2 separate regions of the Rattus norvegicus genome follow, and region 2 is linked to region 1. The links are chromatin contacts, called in public Hi-C maps. All regions are on one chromosome and are shown on one strand. Each heading gives the region's core, a stretch centred on a gene start, on an enhancer-like site or on the middle of the called end of the contact. The rest is flanking DNA. Distances are from core to core; before and after follow the strand shown. Region 1 overlaps Snx29 (sorting nexin 29). Region 2 overlaps Snx29 (sorting nexin 29).

Region 1 (4,714 bases), core at 641-3,140:
AGGAAGAGCCAAGAAGGTCTAAAGCAGACTCAGCTAAGGGGATAATTTTTGTCCTCTCTGTATCTATGGTGATGTACGAGGTAGTGGTGGCAAATGGATGAGAGGAAGAAGGGATGGAGTAAGGAGATAATGGAGGAAGAAATGATGATAGAGAGGATGGCAGAGATGGAGTGCAGAAGAGGAGGTGATGAAGATGATGGTACTGTGCTAGAGAAAAAGGGTAATGGCAGGTGATGGTGGTGATGGTGGTGATGGAGGTGGAGGTGATGGTGTTGATGGAGGAGGAGGTGATGGTGTTGATGGAGGAGGAGTGATGGTGTTGATGGAGGAGGAGGTGATGGTGATGATGGAGGAGGAGGTGATGGTGTTGATGGAGGAGGAGGTGATGGTGTTGATGGAGGAGGAGGTGATGGTGTTGATGGAGGAGGAGGTGATGGTGATGATGGAGGAGGAGGTGATGGTGATGATGGAGGAGGAGGTGATGGTGTTGATGGAGGAGGAGGTGATGGTGATGATGGAGGAGGAGTGATGGTGTTGATGGAGGAGGAGGTGATGGTGTTGATGGAGGAGGAGGTAATGGTGTTGATGGAGGAGGAGGTGATGGTGTTGATGGAGGAGGAGGTGATGGTGTTGATGGAGGAGGAGGTGATGGTGTTGATGGAGGAGGAGGTGATGGTGTTGATGGAGGAGGAGGTGATGGTGATGATGGAGGAGGAGGTGATGGTGATGATGGAGGAGGAGGTGATGGTGTTGATGGAGGAGGAGGTGATGGTGATGATGGAGGTGGAGGTGATGGTGGTGATGGAGGAGGAGGTGATGGTGGTAATGGTGATGATGGAGGTGGAGGTGATGGTGGTGATGGAGGAGGAGGTGATGGTGGTGATGGTGGTGATAGGGGTGATGGAGATGAGATGGAAGAGGAGGTGATGGTGGCAGGAAATGGAGATGAAGCGAGAAGTCAGTGGTAGGTGATGGTGCTGGGGTAATAGAGGTTGGGGAGGTTGGGAGTTAGGGTAACACGAGGTAGAGGATGAGGTCATAAAGCAGGAAATGGTGGGGATCATAGTGATGTGGTGATGGAGGGGACGGTGTCAGGGCTGATGCAGAAGGCTGCGGGAAGGTAGCCATGCTGGTTTCAGTACTTGCAGAGTATGTATTTCTGTGGGGACGGCTGTCATGTACTACTGTCTCCTTTAGTCCTCAGGCTGATCTGATCAGAGTGAGCATCATTTAGTGATTGCCGCTTTTATAGATAGGAAGCAAAGGAATGAAGAATAGAAAGTACACTCTGCAGAGGTGGGAGTGGGGTCTGGGGAGATGGCTCAGTGCACAAAGTGCCTACTTTACAAGCGTCAGCAGCTGAGCTTGGCCCCTCAACATCTGCGCAAAAGCTGGGCATAGCAGCATGTGTGTGTTGCCGTCACTGAGGAAGAGCGTGACAGAGACAGGAGCCTGCTTTTGCCCAGCCAGCCTAGCTGAATTGATATGGTCTGGGTTTAGTACACAGAGCTCCTATGTCAAAAACCTAAGGCAGAGAGTCTTAGTGGAAGAGACTTGGCATGCATATGAGGACTCCGTATGTATATATGTGTGTGCACATTCCCACATGAACAGATATACACACACACACACGAGCGACAGAGAGGCATTTACAAGACAGGAGTGAGAAGGCACCTTTTCACTGGAATTAGAGCTGGAATTAGAGTCCCTACCTTTATGCCAGGAGCTTCAGTTTTGATACCCTGCCCCCTTAGACACCTTTGCTGATCTCCAGCTGGATGGCTGTGATGTCCTAACAGGGTCTAAATTTCATCTGCCCTGCCATCACGTGTGCCACTGTGGCTGCCACTGGGGCTGCTCGTGTCCACTCCACTCATGCATCCTGATGACTCACATGGCAGGGCCAGGGAACCGGAGGGCACAGCTTCCTCTTTCAGCTCAGCCTTACTTATTACTGCTGGGGGGGGGGGGGGCGCATATTTGTGCTGCCCTAAAAGCTTTCGTTTTTAAAGGAGCCATGTTTTTTATTTGAAACTTTAGTTTTGAATTGTTAGCAAACTGATTTTAATTCAGAAAAAAAAATGATCTTGTGATTCCAACTTTGTTCAGTTGCTCCAGTCAGTCTGCTGGCTGCTCAGGTGCTGCTGCCTCTGGTTTAGTTGCCATATTGCCTGTGGGTGTTTACAAACACATATCTCCCACATGCCTGGTGCCTTCAGACGTCACAAGAGGGCGTCGGGTTTCCTGGGACTGCGTTACAGATGGCTGTGTGCTGGAGCTGATTCCCAGCCTCTTGGACGGTGCCTCCTGCAGTTCAAGTGGACCACCCCAGTGCCTCGCCAGTCTCCTAGGTGCCGCTTAGTCTGACCGTGACAATTAAGATCCCAGGGTGCCTCGCCAGTCTCCTAGGTGCCGCTTAGTCTGACTGTGACAATTAAGATCCCAGGGTGCCTCGCCAGTCTCCTAGGTGCCGCTTAGTCTGACCGTTACAATTAAGATCCCACCATCACATTTTCTTTACTTCAAAGTTTGTGATTTCTTATCATAATTTTTGACTTTCAGTTTTATTTTCTCAAGGTGCTCTATGAAATGTTACCTTCAGCAGCCCTCTTCCTGGTTCTAGCTGTTTTCCTGACTTGCCTTTGACATAGGACTCACTTGCTCTGAGAACCATTGCTGTTCTGGGGCAGGGACAGCCTTTTCGTTATTTTCCCTAGGCTTCAAACAGGAAAGGACAACATCCCCACCTAACAAAGTGAGGTCACTTGTCCCTTTAGTCTGTCACAGCAGGGTATTGGCAGCTGTAACCTGCTCAAATGTGAAGCAGACTTTTTGAATGTATTTCATAGTTTGCTGGATTAGCAGAGTCTTGGACCGAAGAGTATTACACAGGCCTTGAAATCCCTGCTCTGTTCCAGCTGATGCTGAGGTGGCAATGTCCTGAGAGACTGCTCCACACTTCTGCCTTTGCAGAAGGGATTGAAGGCAACGTCCAATCCAGCATCCAAAGTGTAAGGGTGATAGCTGTCTTGGGCCACTGTAAGGCATGTCCTCTGGGGACAAGTGCAAGGGTTCCACATGGCTTCCCCATCACTCTGCAGATCCTTCCCAAAAGTTCCTTTCTTCAAATGAAAATAAAGAAGGGCAGACTTGATGGGTGAGCTCCCCACTAGGCTCACTGCAAGTACTGGCCACGTTATGGACAGAGATTGTCTCTGTGCTCATCAAAGCTTTGGGGTGAGAGAGCCATGGACACCCAGGGATATCTCTGGGACTGCTTGTCCCCTCAGTGGACTGCAGAGTTGTATCAAAGCACAGCATAACACTGGGTAAGATTGGAGTTGTGGCTCTGGTCCTAGCACAGAGGAGTTCCCAGTCAGGTCCTTCTCTTCTCTTCAGCCTTCTGCTCCTGCAGCGGATGGCAGGCAGTCTCTTCTGAAGATGGGTTTCCTAGGAGAGCTCTGTAAGGAGGAGGGGGTCAAGGAAAAGGGACCCAGGTCATGCCAAGTCCACCTTTCCTCATTCAGTTTGCAGCAGCATACTGCCACAAGAGGTGATGCCAACTAAGTGTTGTCTGAAGGCTGAGGGATTGTCTACACCATGTGCCTGGCAGGGCACAGCCTGGGGTGCAGGTTGGTGTTGAGGTCAGACGGGGTCCTTCACTATAACACATGGTGTGGGTTCTGACATCATGGCTGGTTCAGGGAGCAGGGGGATTCCCACCACGTGTGTTGTGAGTGTTGAGTGTACAGTGAGCACATGAGGTCTTTGCTTATAAGGCCTGCTCTGCAGTGTTTTCTTGTCCTCTCCCCCTGGTCTGGTACGGAGCCTCAGAGCTTATAAGTGTATAAACATTTGCTGTGAAAGCGTTGAGATCAAGAAGGGGTGTGGAGTTTGTCAGTGGTAGAATGTGGGGGACATGTGGCACCCTGCATAGTCTTGCATCTTGGAAACCTAGAGGATTCTGCAAATGTCTCAAGGTCAGTGTGAGCAGTGTTCTCTGCCAGAGGCCTCTTGTCAGAGCATGGGTCTAGTTGCTATGCGCTGACATGTCTGTTGACAGTTGAAGAAGTGGCACTGTGCCCCACCAGCCAGCAAAGTGCTGCCACCCTGAGATTCTCTCATGATGACCCTCACTTCCTCCATGACCGTGGGCTCCTGGACCAGCGGCTGCCTCTGCTCGGAGTGTTGCTTACTTGGTTTTACAGTCACTTACCTCAGCAACTACCTCGCTGTGGTGATGCCCTGTAGCATGTCCCGGTGTTTCTGTTCCCATCAGTTTGCGTTCTTCCAAGCTACTTGCTCAGGACGGCTTCTGTGACCTGCATCTGCTGCTGTGTGTTACTGTGGTTGGTCACTGTTTCAATCATTTCCCTTCAGTGGCATACAGGGCATTCCCAGGGTCATTCCAGGGTTTGAGAAGTGTGTGAGCCGAACCCTCTTACGGGGATCAGCTCTGCATCCAGCTCCCTCGGGGTAGGTGACATAGCTCAGCACTCACTGAGCCCTTACAGAAACCAACATTAGTGTTCAAAGCAGACCTACTGGGTACCTGATGCTGTCAATGCTGCTTCATGTTGTTGGCTTACTCTATGAGTGCTTGGTGATACCTACTGTGTGCTGGTCACTGCTCTGGGGGCCTGGCATAAACAGCAGTCATAAAAACACATTGGATCCTTGGGGAGATGGAGGTGGCTGCAGTGCCTTTGCGGTA
Region 2 (4,714 bases), core at 831-3,330, 130 kb before region 1:
GCACACACGTGCTGTGGCACACATGTCTTCACACACGCACACGTAGATTACTGCTGATGAGGCATTTTATGCCAGCTGCCTTTAGGTGCACACTCACTTCACAGACTCTGTAGAGCACAGCAGCATTGGGGGAGATTACCCTGGTCTCTCAGCATCAGCACCAGTCACTGTGCACAGGGGGCGCTGTGTCTGGACACATTCTCGTTTATCACAATGCTACTTTGTCCCCTCCTAAGTTCCTAGAGGGTGTCACAAGCATACTGGTTTTCATAAAGCCACTTCTTATGAATATTTCCCCAAACGTCTTTCCTTCAGCTTGGTTCCTAGAGTACACTTGCTGTGGTTGAAGGTCTGAGCATTCCTGAAGGCTCATGATTTGTGCTACAGTTTGGATAGTTTTCTCTTGAGGGGTCATACATAGGAGACGGGGTCTGCAGTATGGTAGTGTTGGGAGACGATGTGGAACCTTGGAAGGGCCTGCTGGGAGCTCATGGAGGGAGCTGCTCCTGGAAAGGTCAAGGTAGCTTTGTAGAGACTCCCTTCCAGCTCTGTTTCTCCTGACTCTGGCAGCAGGAAGCTACCCCTAACCGTTGACGTGCTTGCTTTAGGATATGGTTTCCTAACCAGGTAATGCACATCTGTAATGCCTAGCCTAGAGGCTCAGGTAGGAAGGCTGCAAATTCTAGGCTGGCCTGGACTATCTAGTAGGTTAGATCTACCCTGGGCTATGTGGCAAGATCTCTCTGGAAACAACAAAACCAAAAACCAGGATGGAATAGTTAATGATTGAAAGCAGTTTCTGTGTCATCTCAGCACTGTATTGCGGTAGTGCAGAGCAAATGAAGACAATCTCTTTGTAGTAAAGAGTCTGTCTATACCCACACTCTCAGAGCAGGCTGTCACAGTGTTTGCAGTCTTTCCCAGCCATGTGAGTACTGAGTCCACATCCACTTTCATGAGATGGTAGTGACTGCTGTAAGTAAGATCCTTGTGTCTGTCGCAGTTCTCCGTCCCTCTGTTTCCTTTCTGTGTAATCTCTGGAGTAGGATCCCATAGTCATGGCATGATGGTTGTAGTGGAGCAAGCTATCTGCCTTTCTTAGGTCACTAAGTAGGACACGCTCACTACGGCCAGTGCTGGTTCACCTCTGCTTGACTCCTGCTCTTGGGTCTTAGAAGGTGGAGTTCGGTTAGATTCCCTCTGAGGGAGGAAGGTGGAGGGGCCAAACGCTTGAACGTTGCCTCTTGACCTGAAAATGTGCACGTTCCCTCTCTAACAAAAGGAGCAGTGAGATTCTCTTGAAGCTGAGAGTCAGTGTGGGCTTTCCTGGTACTTCTCCAAGGGAAGTGATGGAGCACAGCGGTGGGACGGCGGGCATGAACGCCTTAGGCACTGTTCAAGCAATCTCAGGCAGTGGAGAAAGCCACGCATTGTTTGTCTGCTGACTCTAAATCGTCTTCTTAGACTCAGGCTTTGTTGAGGAACTGGATTTCCGGAGGAATGAGCAGGATGCTGTATTTGTGTGAGTGTCTGCCTTTGCAAGTATGTTATATACGTGAGCAGCAGACCTGTCAGTACCCACTGCAGGTGTTCCCCACAAAAGTTGAACCACCTTCTCTGCAGTTCATCAAAATATGAGAAGCCTGCAGCTGTTCAGGAGGAGTTGGGGATTGTATCTCAAATGTCTCTTTTCCACACCAAAGTGCAGAAGCAGGAGGAGATAAAGTCACCAGAACCAGGAGATACAAGCAAGCCCTCATTGACAGGTTATGCCCCTTATGCCTGTGGGGGTGGGGTGGGGGCGTGGTCACTGTTCACTAGTGTTTCATCTGGCTGCCTTTCCTAACGGGAGGTAGTGGAGATGAGAGGACAGAATTAAATTTACAGAGCAGCATGGAGGGAGAACAGAGAGCCCTAAGGAGGTGACCCATTGGGAGAGATGTTGCTGTTGGGGAAACAGTGAGAATGAGAAGCTGGAGCTCCTTCCTCTGCCCTGAAAGAAGGCAGCATATGCAACTTGCTTATTCACAGAAAGTAATTTTCAAATCTTTCTAGTACAGTTCGGCTCACAAGGTGGCAATTTCTGTGTCACTGACATGAAACCTAGGTCTTAAATATAGTCACTGAAGGCAGTGACAGTGGCAGTATGACATCACTGCCAAGCCGCTTCTTGTTATTTTGGAGACCAAGAGTGAGCAACAGGAAGCTTGGCAGAGGGGAGATATTTTTGGCCACAGCAGCCATGTGGTTTAAAGAGAGACAACTGTCAGGTCTGGTGGCTCTGGAAGTTTTGCAGACTTTGTGTGCTGCAAAGTTTGCATTCACGGGTTTGCATAAAGGGGATCTGAGTCTCAGACACACTAGCCTTGGTTCTACCACCAGCAGATGAACTTTTCTTCAGATGCCATTTTCTTTAGACGATGCAAACTTAACCTCACTGAATGCTCGCTCCAAGGTGAAAATCCCAGAAAGTTGCCTGCTGGGCTTTAAAAATCCCAATGAACCATTTGGAAATGATAAGGTGTGTGTACGTGTATGTGTGTGTGGGGGTGGTGGTGGTGGTGCAGGGACTAGATGGTCCAGCAGGTAAAAGTGCTTATAGCTAAGCCTGATGACCTGAGTCTGATCCTTGGGACACAGATGGTGGACGGAGAGAAGTGACCCCTCAGTTGTCCTCTGACTGTTGGAAATAAGATAATATGTTCTAGAGACTAGTAGAAGTGAGTCAGTTTTAAACTACACGTCTGCAGAAATGGATAAGACAGAGAAAAGGCAAACATGGCGGGTGTACTGAGGGGGCTCAAGATGATGGCATTAATGTTCCCATGTCTCATTTCCTGTCCTCTCCTTCCATAGGCTGTGGCCTCTTCCCTTCTATTGCTGTAGGACACAGAGCCTTAGCTAAGGAATAACCTGGGGTCTGAGATGCCATATTTTTTCCTTCACCTTTCCAGTTCCCAGAGGACTGTGGCAGCATCAGCTGGGGGAGAGGGGCCCAGCACTTCCTGCTGTCTATAACTTAGGGATTTTAAGTTCACCTTATACTGCAAATGCAATCTAGTTCTTAAAAGACCTCCACATGTGCTCTATGGCACATGCATGTGTGCAGGTACACACACACACTACACATAAAATAATAAGTGTAATTTTAACAAAACTCACACAGAGCTGGGCATGAGGTAACTGAGATAGGAGGATTCTGAATTCGAGGCAAGCCTAGGCTATCGAGGAGACTCTGTCTCAGAAAACCAAGGACTGTGAAGAGTGCTTGTCCTACATGTAGGAGGCAGTGGCCTGCAGTGTGGAGAAGCTTTGCCCCAGAACCCAGCTTGCTGGGTTCCTTGTGATAGGAAAAAGGAGTCCTTTCGTGTGCACAGAGTGCTCAGAAACTCTCACGAGGCAATTTCCTTTTCCAGGTTGTCTGGGAAGGGCCTCTCCTGTACCCTTGGTTTTCCTCACTGTTTCTTTGTCTTTCAAACCCCACAGAGCAGTGCCTCCTCCCAGTGTTTTCATGATGCTCTTTTTGTTTTGTGTGGCATTTTTCATTTTGTACGTTTCTACCTTTGTGTTCACACTTCAGTCTGGTCAGGGCCTTGTCTCATTTGGTCACTGATGTGTCTGCTCAAGGCAGGATGCCCCATGGGCACCAGGATGCAGGAGGGCTTCGTTGAATGAGTTAACCTCTGAATATTTGTCCCTTGTGTGTTGTTCTACTGTTTCTGGCTTATGTTTCAGGTCATTTCATGGTCTAGGATAGCTTCTGAATTCCGATATTGCATCTGTCTAAAGGCCAAAGGAAGATGGACTCAGAGGTGGGACATAGTCTCAGAGCTGGCGATTTAGCTAAGTGAAAAGTGCTAAGCATGTGTGAGGCTCTGAGTTCAAATCTCAACACAGCAAAAAAGTGAAGGAAGTGACTCGGAAAAAAGACAATACCAGGAAATAGCACAAATTCCACAAGATGGGCAGTACAGGGCCAAATGAAAGAGACAGCCTTCCCATTCGAGTTGACCGATAATTTTAAATGTTGCTCAGGGTAACCAATTGCAGTTGTCCAACTCAGGCTACTGCTGAATTCTCTGCCAAAATGTTTATAAAAAGTGTCTTGCCTGCGTGCTGGGGAACCCCAACATACGTTGGAACAATCTACCTCTTGCAGATTGCAGCAATTCCGGTCTCTGTAGCCTTATTGAGCCGGGGGTCTTCTGATGGACTCTTACATTATTTTCTGTGTTTTGCCTAAGTGTGTATACATATGTGCACCACGTGAGTGCCTGGTGCTCAGTAAGGCAGAAGAGGGCATCAGATGCCCAGGAACTGGAGCTATAGATAGTTGTAGTCACCATGTGGATGCTGAGAACCAAACCTGAGTCCTATAGCAAGAGCAGCCAAAGTCTTAACCACTGACTCTCTCGCACCAACTTCTTTGTATTAGATTAAAAAAGCATTGTGTATGCATGCATGCGTGTGTACAAGGCACGTGTGTGTGTGCATGCGTGCATGTGCGTGCATGCGTGTGCATGTGTGTGTGCGTGTGTGTGAGACCATCTTCCTGGAGTTGGTTCTCTCCTCCACCATGTGCTCCTGAATAGCAATCATGGTTGCATGTGCCTGGTGACCCGTTTCATTGACCCACCTCATCTCTTTTGAAGAGGTTGTAATTCTGCAGGTCTTCCCTTCTCTGCGGCCTGAGACTTACTGGTTTATGATAGAG

Evidence for each region. Hi-C and Micro-C count contacts between places; a contact is called where the count stands out from the background.
Region 2: a contact with region 1 is called in a Hi-C map of mammary epithelial cells, with 2.0 times the contacts expected there. The contact joins two enhancer-like sites. A contact is called at or near these places in 7 of 12 Hi-C or Micro-C datasets (the A7r5 cell line, the Rat2 cell line, Schwann cells and 4 more).

Annotation. Positions count from the first base shown.
Region 1 is chr10:4,544,792-4,549,505 of GRCr8, reverse strand. All of the region lies in intron 15 of Snx29 (sorting nexin 29), which reads left to right. Among named protein-coding and RNA genes, the nearest start is that of Snx29, 260 kb to the left of the region's middle. Within about 2 kb of position 1,890, at least 20 of the 93 cell types and tissues checked have an H3K27ac peak or open chromatin away from gene starts, as enhancers often do.
Region 2 is chr10:4,678,922-4,683,635 of GRCr8, reverse strand. The region is part of intron 13 of Snx29 (sorting nexin 29); the gene reads left to right. Among named protein-coding and RNA genes, the nearest start is that of Snx29, 120 kb to the left of the region's middle. Within about 2 kb of position 2,080, at least 15 of the 93 cell types and tissues checked have an H3K27ac peak or open chromatin away from gene starts, as enhancers often do.